Linked DNA regions of Macaca mulatta: region 1 is linked to region 2. Evidence: chromatin contacts called from public Hi-C data. All regions are on one chromosome and are shown on one strand. The core of a region is the stretch at or near the end of the contact, and the rest is flanking DNA. Distances in the headings are between cores, read along the strand shown.

Region 1 (3,696 bases), core at 214-2,713, 190 kb before region 2:
CAAAGAGAAATTTTAATGGTGTGGAGAGCATGAAAGCCATATTTCTGATGTGCCCAGAGAGAATGAGTGGTGAGGTGATTTTGCTAGTAAAGAAGAGATCAAAATAAAGCAATATTTGAGGCAGTACTAGGGTGAGCATGAAAGAAAATGATGTTCCCAGCAGTCTTGCTGGTATCATGGCCAGTCCGTGGAAGAGCGGGGCTGGGATCCATCTCTCCTAATAGCAGCCGAGGAAGGATCTTCTATGGAAGAGGAACATCAACATATTTGGTGACAGAAGGAAAGGACCACTGGAGGATAGGGTGAGAATGCTGGAGAGGCAGTTGGTTTTTGAGAAAAAGAGAGATCTCTTCTTTGAAGGCTAGGAGGGAAGATCAAAAGGTTGATCTTTTGAGAGAGTCAAGAGTGCTCTTCGCTCAAGGGAGGCAGATGGAGGAACACTGTTGGGTTATCATGCTCCCTGGAGAAACCATGTTGATGGTCAATGAAATTTCTCTTTCATTCTCTCTCACCTACCTCCCCCAACATGCACACATACTGCTTCTCCCACCCCCAAACTTGCTAACACACAACAGTGCAATAGTGAACAATGGACAGACATTTAATAAGTCTTACTTGGGCTAATTCTTCCCCTTTTCAGGGAGTTAATCTTAAAATAATTACTATGACTAGTAGATTTAATTGAGGGGAGAAAATTGTCCCCATTTTCATGTTTACATCTCTTTTAAGTTCAAGTGTTCTTTTAGGATTATTTTGATGCACTTCTTTGCCTACATAGTATAGATTATGGCAAAGATAGCTACATTTCACAGAGCTACGAGATCTCTATCCTCCCTCTCTTCTCTCCTCGCACCCACTTGCCTGCCCTTCCTTTCTTCCTTTTCTCTTTTTCCCTCTCTTTCCTTTCTCCCTCCCTCTCTTCCTCTCTTCCTCCCTCCCGCTTCTTTCCTTCCTTCCCAAACTGATTTCTAAATATCGAGTACATCCTAAGACTAGGATCCATAAAATAGCCTTAACATTTTACCAGAACTAACTCCTAACCATTACAGGGTATCTCTTTAAAGTAGAATAATACAAATAATAAAAAAACAATCTACCAATGCTATTTTGAGTAGTGTTTGGGGGTTCAGTGGGCAGCATGCGCATTCTGTAAATTTTCTTCCAATGTTATTTTGGTTTTGCCTGTTAGGAAGTGCTAGGGGAAAAATAATGGGTGCTTTACAACCACCATAAGAAAAGAGCCAGGATCCTTTCATTTCATGTTTATGTGATGACAAGTCTGCATCCCTGCTCCATCTGCTTATTCCCATCTGCAGTTTCAGGACAGGGAGTGAATAGCTAAAATGATAGTCTTCTTGGATTTGTATCACAGGATAAACCATAGATCCCAGAAACGAGTCAGTAAGCTTGTGTTTATCCAAAGTGCAAACATCCAGAGAGCTCACATTAGCAGAGTGTATTTCTAAAAGTGGGTGCCAGTGAGGAGCCACCTTCATGGTTGTCACCCAAGGCTTGGCATCATCCAGCGATGCTGTCTGGATTATCAAGAGAGATTCTTTTTTGTTAGTTTTAGTGTTCAGTTGATTTCATTTGATTTTGTAATTTGCTGAAAATGGATAGAGCCTTTCCCAGAATTAGCAGGGGCACTGAATTTCTAGCCATTTTCTATGAACAGGCGTTTACTGGACAAAGGGAAAAAAAAATTCTTCTGTATTCTTTTTTTTTTTTTTTTTTTTGCTGAAGATGCAGTGGGACTGAAGAGACAGAAAATCTCTTCTTTAAAGCTTGTTGTGAGAGGAGGAAGGAATTGCCTTTACCTACCTTGCCTATCCACCTGAGTTCAATCACAAAAGGAAGTAGCACCCACCAAAGGGTTAATTTCTAAAAACTGACTGCTCCTAGTGAAGCCCACAGCAAGTAAAGCTGCTTCCCTGGTCTAATTACCCACTGAAAGCCAGGGTGGGAGTCGAGTCTCGGCAGGAGGCACCTGCCTTACCTGCCTAAATAGTTAGGCTGCAACGTGCCTCGTTTTTAATCCTATACACAGCCCTCTCTTCTGTTCATTGTTATTTTCCTTCCTCACCTCTGGACACTTCGGCACATTCGCTTGAAACATCGTCGCAGGTGAACTCAGCTTTGACAGAAACCTCTCTGAAAAATTTTTTTGCCTGTTCTGGCTTGCGCTTGAATAATTTTCCATCAACAGCACGTCTGATTGAGTTGGCATCACAAACCCTTTTGTACGCTATTTTTTTTTCTTCAAGAAATATTAAAGTCTGAATCAAATTGGAAGAGCTGCCTGGTAATGATCTCATTATATATAAATACAGAAGTGCTCATAGGGGAGATAATGACTCCAAGACTCAGGTATGCAGCGAATACCTCTTATCTTCCAAGGAGTCGGCCCACATTCAGCACTCCTCCACAGCGCCCCGCAACATCCCTTTCAGTTTCAGGTTCAAGTCGCAGAATAGGAAGGGCCGATTGAAGCTGGGAATAGAGTTTTTCCCTCCCCCTTCATGACATATGTTAGGAGATGAAAGGAACCTGGGCTGTGTGTTTACTCTTCATTTGGGAGTTTCACATGTTCTGATTGATCGGAAAGACAAAAAGGCAGAAGGAGAGACATTTGGTGCTGGCTGAAAACCATATCCATTCTCAATGTGAAGTTTCCTCGTTTGGTGAGGATAATTGTGATGAGGCAGTTCTGGGTATAGACGCTACTAAAAGACTTTTAAAAATAACAGGCCCACCACCCAGTTTGAGTTCTTATGTAGCAAAAGAACAAACACAGATGGTGGCAGTAGGAATGGGGGCCGGGGTGGGAAAGGCCCTCCTAATGTGGGAGTTTACTAGTTATTAGCCCCAGTAATCTTTTCTGGCTGCCAGGACCTAAGCAGATGAGTTTAGCACATCACAGAGGACCACATGTAGGGTTTGATTCCTGATATGGGCTAAGTGACTCTGGAAAAATTTTTACTCCCTGTGATTAGCATCAAAAGAAGAAATTGGATAAAGGAGAGGATAGACTATATTGTTCTACATGTTCTTGTTAGGTTCTAAAGGGGCATTTATTTAAGGGGGCATTGCAACTTGGGCAACATAGTGAGATGCTGTCTCTACAAAAAAATCAAAAAATTACCCTGGTGTGGTGACACATGCCTGTAGTTCTAGCTACTCAGGAGACTAAGGCAGGGGGATTGCTTGAGCCCAGGAGTTTGAGGCTGCAGTGAGCTATGACTGTGCTACTGCACTCCAGCCTGGGCAAGAGAGAAAGACTCTGTCTCAAAACAAAAACAACAACAAACAACAATAACAACAAAGAAAAGGGGCATTGCGATGTACCACCTTAGACCAGGAAGAGAGGTGGAGTGGAGGATGAGTACTTGGCTGTTTCTACTTGCATGGGATCATAGGCTTATTATTCCCTTCTTACTTCCAAATTGGGGACTATCAAAATATAAAATAATTTTATAAGCATAATTCTTTGGCAAGAGGATGGGCTGGATGGTGAAAATATTTTGCCCATAGCTAAAAGTTTCATGCAATAAACATAGTATGCTGTTGAGCGATGATGATACATTCCTATTAGTTGAGAAAGTTATGGCCATAAAATCTAAAGAAGGTTTAGTGAGAAGAGACAAGGGCCAGTGTGCTCAGAGGAAAGCCTCTGGTATTGGGTGGGACCATTGCCAT
Region 2 (4,173 bases), core at 292-2,791:
ATTTAATTTATATGAGGAGTTGCTCCTCAACTTGCTGCTCTCAGCTGAACCGTCTGGCAGAGGGAGAGAAGCAGTCGATTTTGGAAGGAGATGATCCCATCTCTGCATCCTCTTGGGCTGCATTTGTGAATAGTTCTCAGCACTTATTTTGGAAGCTACCAGACTACCTGTGTCTCTCCTGTCCCCAGAAGGCTGCTCCGTTCTATGTGTAAGGGAAGCTTTGTCCCTTGCACATGACTTTTTAAGGCTTTCTTTTGGCTCAAGAATGTCTATCCATTGAAGCTACAGGTCAGAGCATGTCACTAGAGCAGAACATGCTGGAGCAGCACAGTCCGATAGAACATTCTGCGATGATAGAGATGTTCTGAACCGCCCTGTCCAGTGTGGCAGGCAGTGACCACGTGTGGCTATTAGCATTAGAAATGTGGCCAGTGTGATGGAGGAAATGAAATTTTAATTCAAACTCATTTAAAGTTAAAATTACCTGTGGCCCAGTGGAAACTCTACTGGGCAGTGAAAGACTAGATTGTACTTGTGATGCCCAATAGAGATGTGATTTTTGTTGGTTTGTTTCTGGTGGGGCTTGACCGTTGCACTGTCACACAGCAGGGCTGTCTTACACCTTAGTCCCTCTGGTATTAACGTAGTTTTTCCTTTACATCCCACCAAGCCCTCTTGTTTCTCACCATGCCCCTCTGCTACTGCATCTTGGCTAAGTCACTCCTCATTAGTATCTGAGAAGGGACAGGAGAATGGAATTTTGCCTATTCAGCTGTGGTTCCTTGATCCCCGCATGCCCCCACACACAGGTGGTGAGAGATCTTAATCCCAGTGAAAACTGCATTCTGTCAAAATAAAATGAGCTAGTTGGGTGTAGCTTCACCAGATGTTTTAGTGTCATGACCCGTGGACTTCTGCCAGGGTGCTGCCACCCACTTAGTGTCCCACAACCTGGAAGGCACATGCTCTGCTTAGCATAGATTTTTCAAAGTTGTTCAGTGATTTAATGCATATATAAAACCAATTGCTAGTTTGTCTATGAAAATGAGCTTTTTAAAAAATGGCCTCATGAACCAAATATTGATGGTCAAGCTAGATACAACAAGAAAGGGATAGGAGCATAAAGTATCTCACACTAAGAATGAAAGACAAGGACTGAGTTTCCACAAATCTTAGTCATTCAGATCGCACTGTGGAGTCATAATCAATGACTTCCAATCTCCCTCATCCTCCAGCCTCACCATGCCCCCAAGCTCATCAACTCATCATTCCCCTGCTGTTTCCACCACACTTACACTGGGCCCTGCACACTTCATGCCCTAGTTGCTAAAATTATACAAATAGAGAGGAGAAAAAAAATAAGTCTGTGAAATCATTCTCTTGGTTCCTGTGGTTTACACTTGCTAGTTAATTTGAGTCTTAATGTTGGTCTCTCAGAGTGACAGAAACAGCAGCCAATCTGCTGTTGTACAAGCAAGTGCATATAGCCTCATTGCTAACACCCTTGAAAAATGTCCCCAGAAATGCAGCTCAGGAAGAGAGTTCTTTAAATTAAGCTAGATTTGTAAAGAGCCCATTTACTGCCTGACTTAGAGCTAAATCCTGTGGCAGAATGGAATGCGAGGCTAGCTGCCAGGGAACAGAAAACAGCTTGGGTACCAAACCGTGAGCCTGTGAGTGGCAGAGAAGGAGTGATGTTAGAACAGAAGGCATCCTCAAGTCTGACAGGAAAGGAAAAAAAAAATCAAAACAGAAGGAAGTATCTAGAGACAGAGTACAGGCAGGTTGTCCAGGAAAGTTGGGGTGCAGAGAATGAAGAATAAGAGAACAGGAATAAGGAGACTTCACTGGAGAAAAGAAGGATCTAAAGGTAGAGGAAGAGAATGTACCTAGTTCATTCTTTTGCTTTATCTCATTAAAGAGACATGACTGAAAATCAAGTCATTTCAACAAACAACCAGACAGTGGCAGGTCACCAGACGAAACTCCTTCCCTGCCTGGACGTTACATCCTGGCAAACAAGCAAGCAAGTGAGCAAGTCAGGTCTTCCCTTACATGCTTCTCTTTCTAGGTTAACCATTTACCTTTAATAGGAGGAATTTTTTTCAGACATTCCAATGTGGTTGATTTCAAATCCCTTGGAGAAGAATTTGAAGAGCAATGAGAAGGTGGGTTCTCCTATAACATCTCATCCAAATGCAGCCCCTCTCCATTTCCTCTGCAAATAAAGACCACACGACAGGCTGATATCCAACTGCAGAACTTTAATTTGCTTTCTGTTTTAGGGCCTCTGCCTTTGGTGGGCTCCAAAATCTCCAGGGGGCGCTTATTAAGAACATTGTTGCCTGGGCTCTAGACCCCAGAGATATAGATTCTCAAGGGAAAACAGCATCTCTGAAAGAAACCCAGGATGGGAAATTTTGGGAAATGGGGCAAAACTGTAAAATGTGAGAATTTTCAGGCTTAGAGGATGCAGCAATTTGATGCTAGTTTAAAAAAATCCCCAAAAAGGCGGTTGTATGGACTGATTTCTCTATACTTGGTTAGAAGTTAAGGATAAAAGATAAAGAGGTTTCATTTTCTCCCACATTAAGTTATTGAGTAGTAAAGTCCCCCTTTCTCTCCATTTAATTATGGAAGAAAGAACAAACTCCAATTTTAGGAGTTGCTCATCTGTTTTAGGGATGGCCCAGATGGGGAGCATATTTGTGTTCAGAAATCTCTTTACTATGGAATATGGTTTGTAGGTTCCATCTTTCCTCCAAGCTGAGGGGCCATTGCTGAGCCTCCAAAGGTCCTTGTGATTCCTGCTACATTCGGTGCCTCTGGAGGGCCAGCCTCCTGCTCAGGGCACCAGAGAAGGGGGAAGAGGGGTGGCATCATAGAGTACCGCAGATGGAGGTCTCAGTCCTGCCCAGCCACTTACTGTGTGATATTGAAACATTACTCTCCAAGCTTCTCTTTCTTCCATTTATGAAATGGCCATAAGTGTTATTCCTCACGGAGTTGTAATTACTAAATGAGTTAAGATAGAAAACGTGCTTGGCAGAGGAAGTGGTCACTAAATGTGGCCATCCCTTGGAGGCTTCTCCCCCATTGTCCAGCAGAGAATTATCTGTCTTCCATAATGCTCAAATTTTCTCTACATTTTCAAGTGTGTTCTTAGAAATAAGCTTTACCTGAAACCACGTCTCAGGTGAAATTGCTGTCCATGTTTATAGGCCTCCGTAGCCTTCAGTAACTCCCAAGAGGCCTTGAGAAACGAGCAGGTGCTACATTTACGTGCTGAGGTTGGGTGGCTGCAGGTCAACCTGGTTGTCAGGACCTGCCAAGTTGTATATGTCTGCAAGACAGAAGAACCTTAGGAATTCTCTGGGTTGCTTTACTGTGAAGCACAATTACTTATTTGCAGAGAAGTATGTGTGCTGTAATTTCAAGGATTGACATGTAGAATTTCCAACTGAGCCTTGTCCTTGATCCCTCCTGGGCAATATACAAGATGGAGCGTCTAACACCCTTGTGGGAATTCAAACCTGTCATACTCACTGACAGGCAATCATGATTCTAATGAGGGCAGAATAATTTAATTCAATAAAAAACCTATTAGAATTGACAGTACAAATGTAAACAGGTCCCTGATGGATAATTTTGCAGGGCCTTCTCTGCTGCTGTGTTTGTTGACATATACCATAACCAAACGTGGAAGGCAGATGTTCACGTTTGTTCCGACAGGATGGAATGGATGCGTTCCTCTTTCTTTCACCTATGGGGCAACACAGCACTGGCTTTGAAACCGCAGACCTGGTCATTGGGGGTAGTCTCATAAAAATGACAGTTTTGTCTTATTTTTGCGGGAGGAAGGATCTTGCGATGACTGGAGATAGATATTTCTGGGGATTATTTTTTGTCATTTTTCAAGAGATTCAGGTAGTAAAATGTGTCTTTAATCAGCTGCTCTGGTTTTATTTTTTCCCTCCTCCGAGACTCTTAGCATATCATGCAGAATAATTTTATGAATGTCTGGAGTTTTTTCCGTCTGTTTTAGCCGCTAGATTTTACAGACTTTTCACTGGACTAGTTTATGAGTTGCTGCCTGTTTTGGCAAATGTAAATTTTACCCAACAATTTAGAGTTCCATTTTTTTAAACAGATACAATCAACAAGAAAAATTAC

What was found. Hi-C and Micro-C count contacts between places; a contact is called where the count stands out from the background.
Region 1: a Hi-C map of fetal cortical plate shows a contact between it and region 2, with 2.2 times the contacts expected there. The contact joins two enhancer-like sites. A contact is called at or near these places in 2 of 14 Hi-C or Micro-C datasets (blood and fetal cortical plate).

What each region holds. Positions count from the first base shown.
Region 1 is chr5:147,743,083-147,746,778 of T2T-MMU8v2.0, reverse strand. No RefSeq gene overlaps it. Among named protein-coding and RNA genes, the nearest start is that of NOCT, 140 kb to the left of the region's middle. Within about 2 kb of position 1,463, at least 9 of the 40 cell types and tissues checked have an H3K27ac peak or open chromatin away from gene starts, as enhancers often do. A contact at or near this core is called in fetal cortical plate, where this site is marked.
Region 2 is chr5:147,556,024-147,560,196 of T2T-MMU8v2.0, reverse strand. No RefSeq gene overlaps it. Among named protein-coding and RNA genes, the nearest start is that of NOCT, 330 kb to the left of the region's middle. Within about 2 kb of position 1,541, at least 9 of the 40 cell types and tissues checked have an H3K27ac peak or open chromatin away from gene starts, as enhancers often do. A contact at or near this core is called in fetal cortical plate, where this site is marked.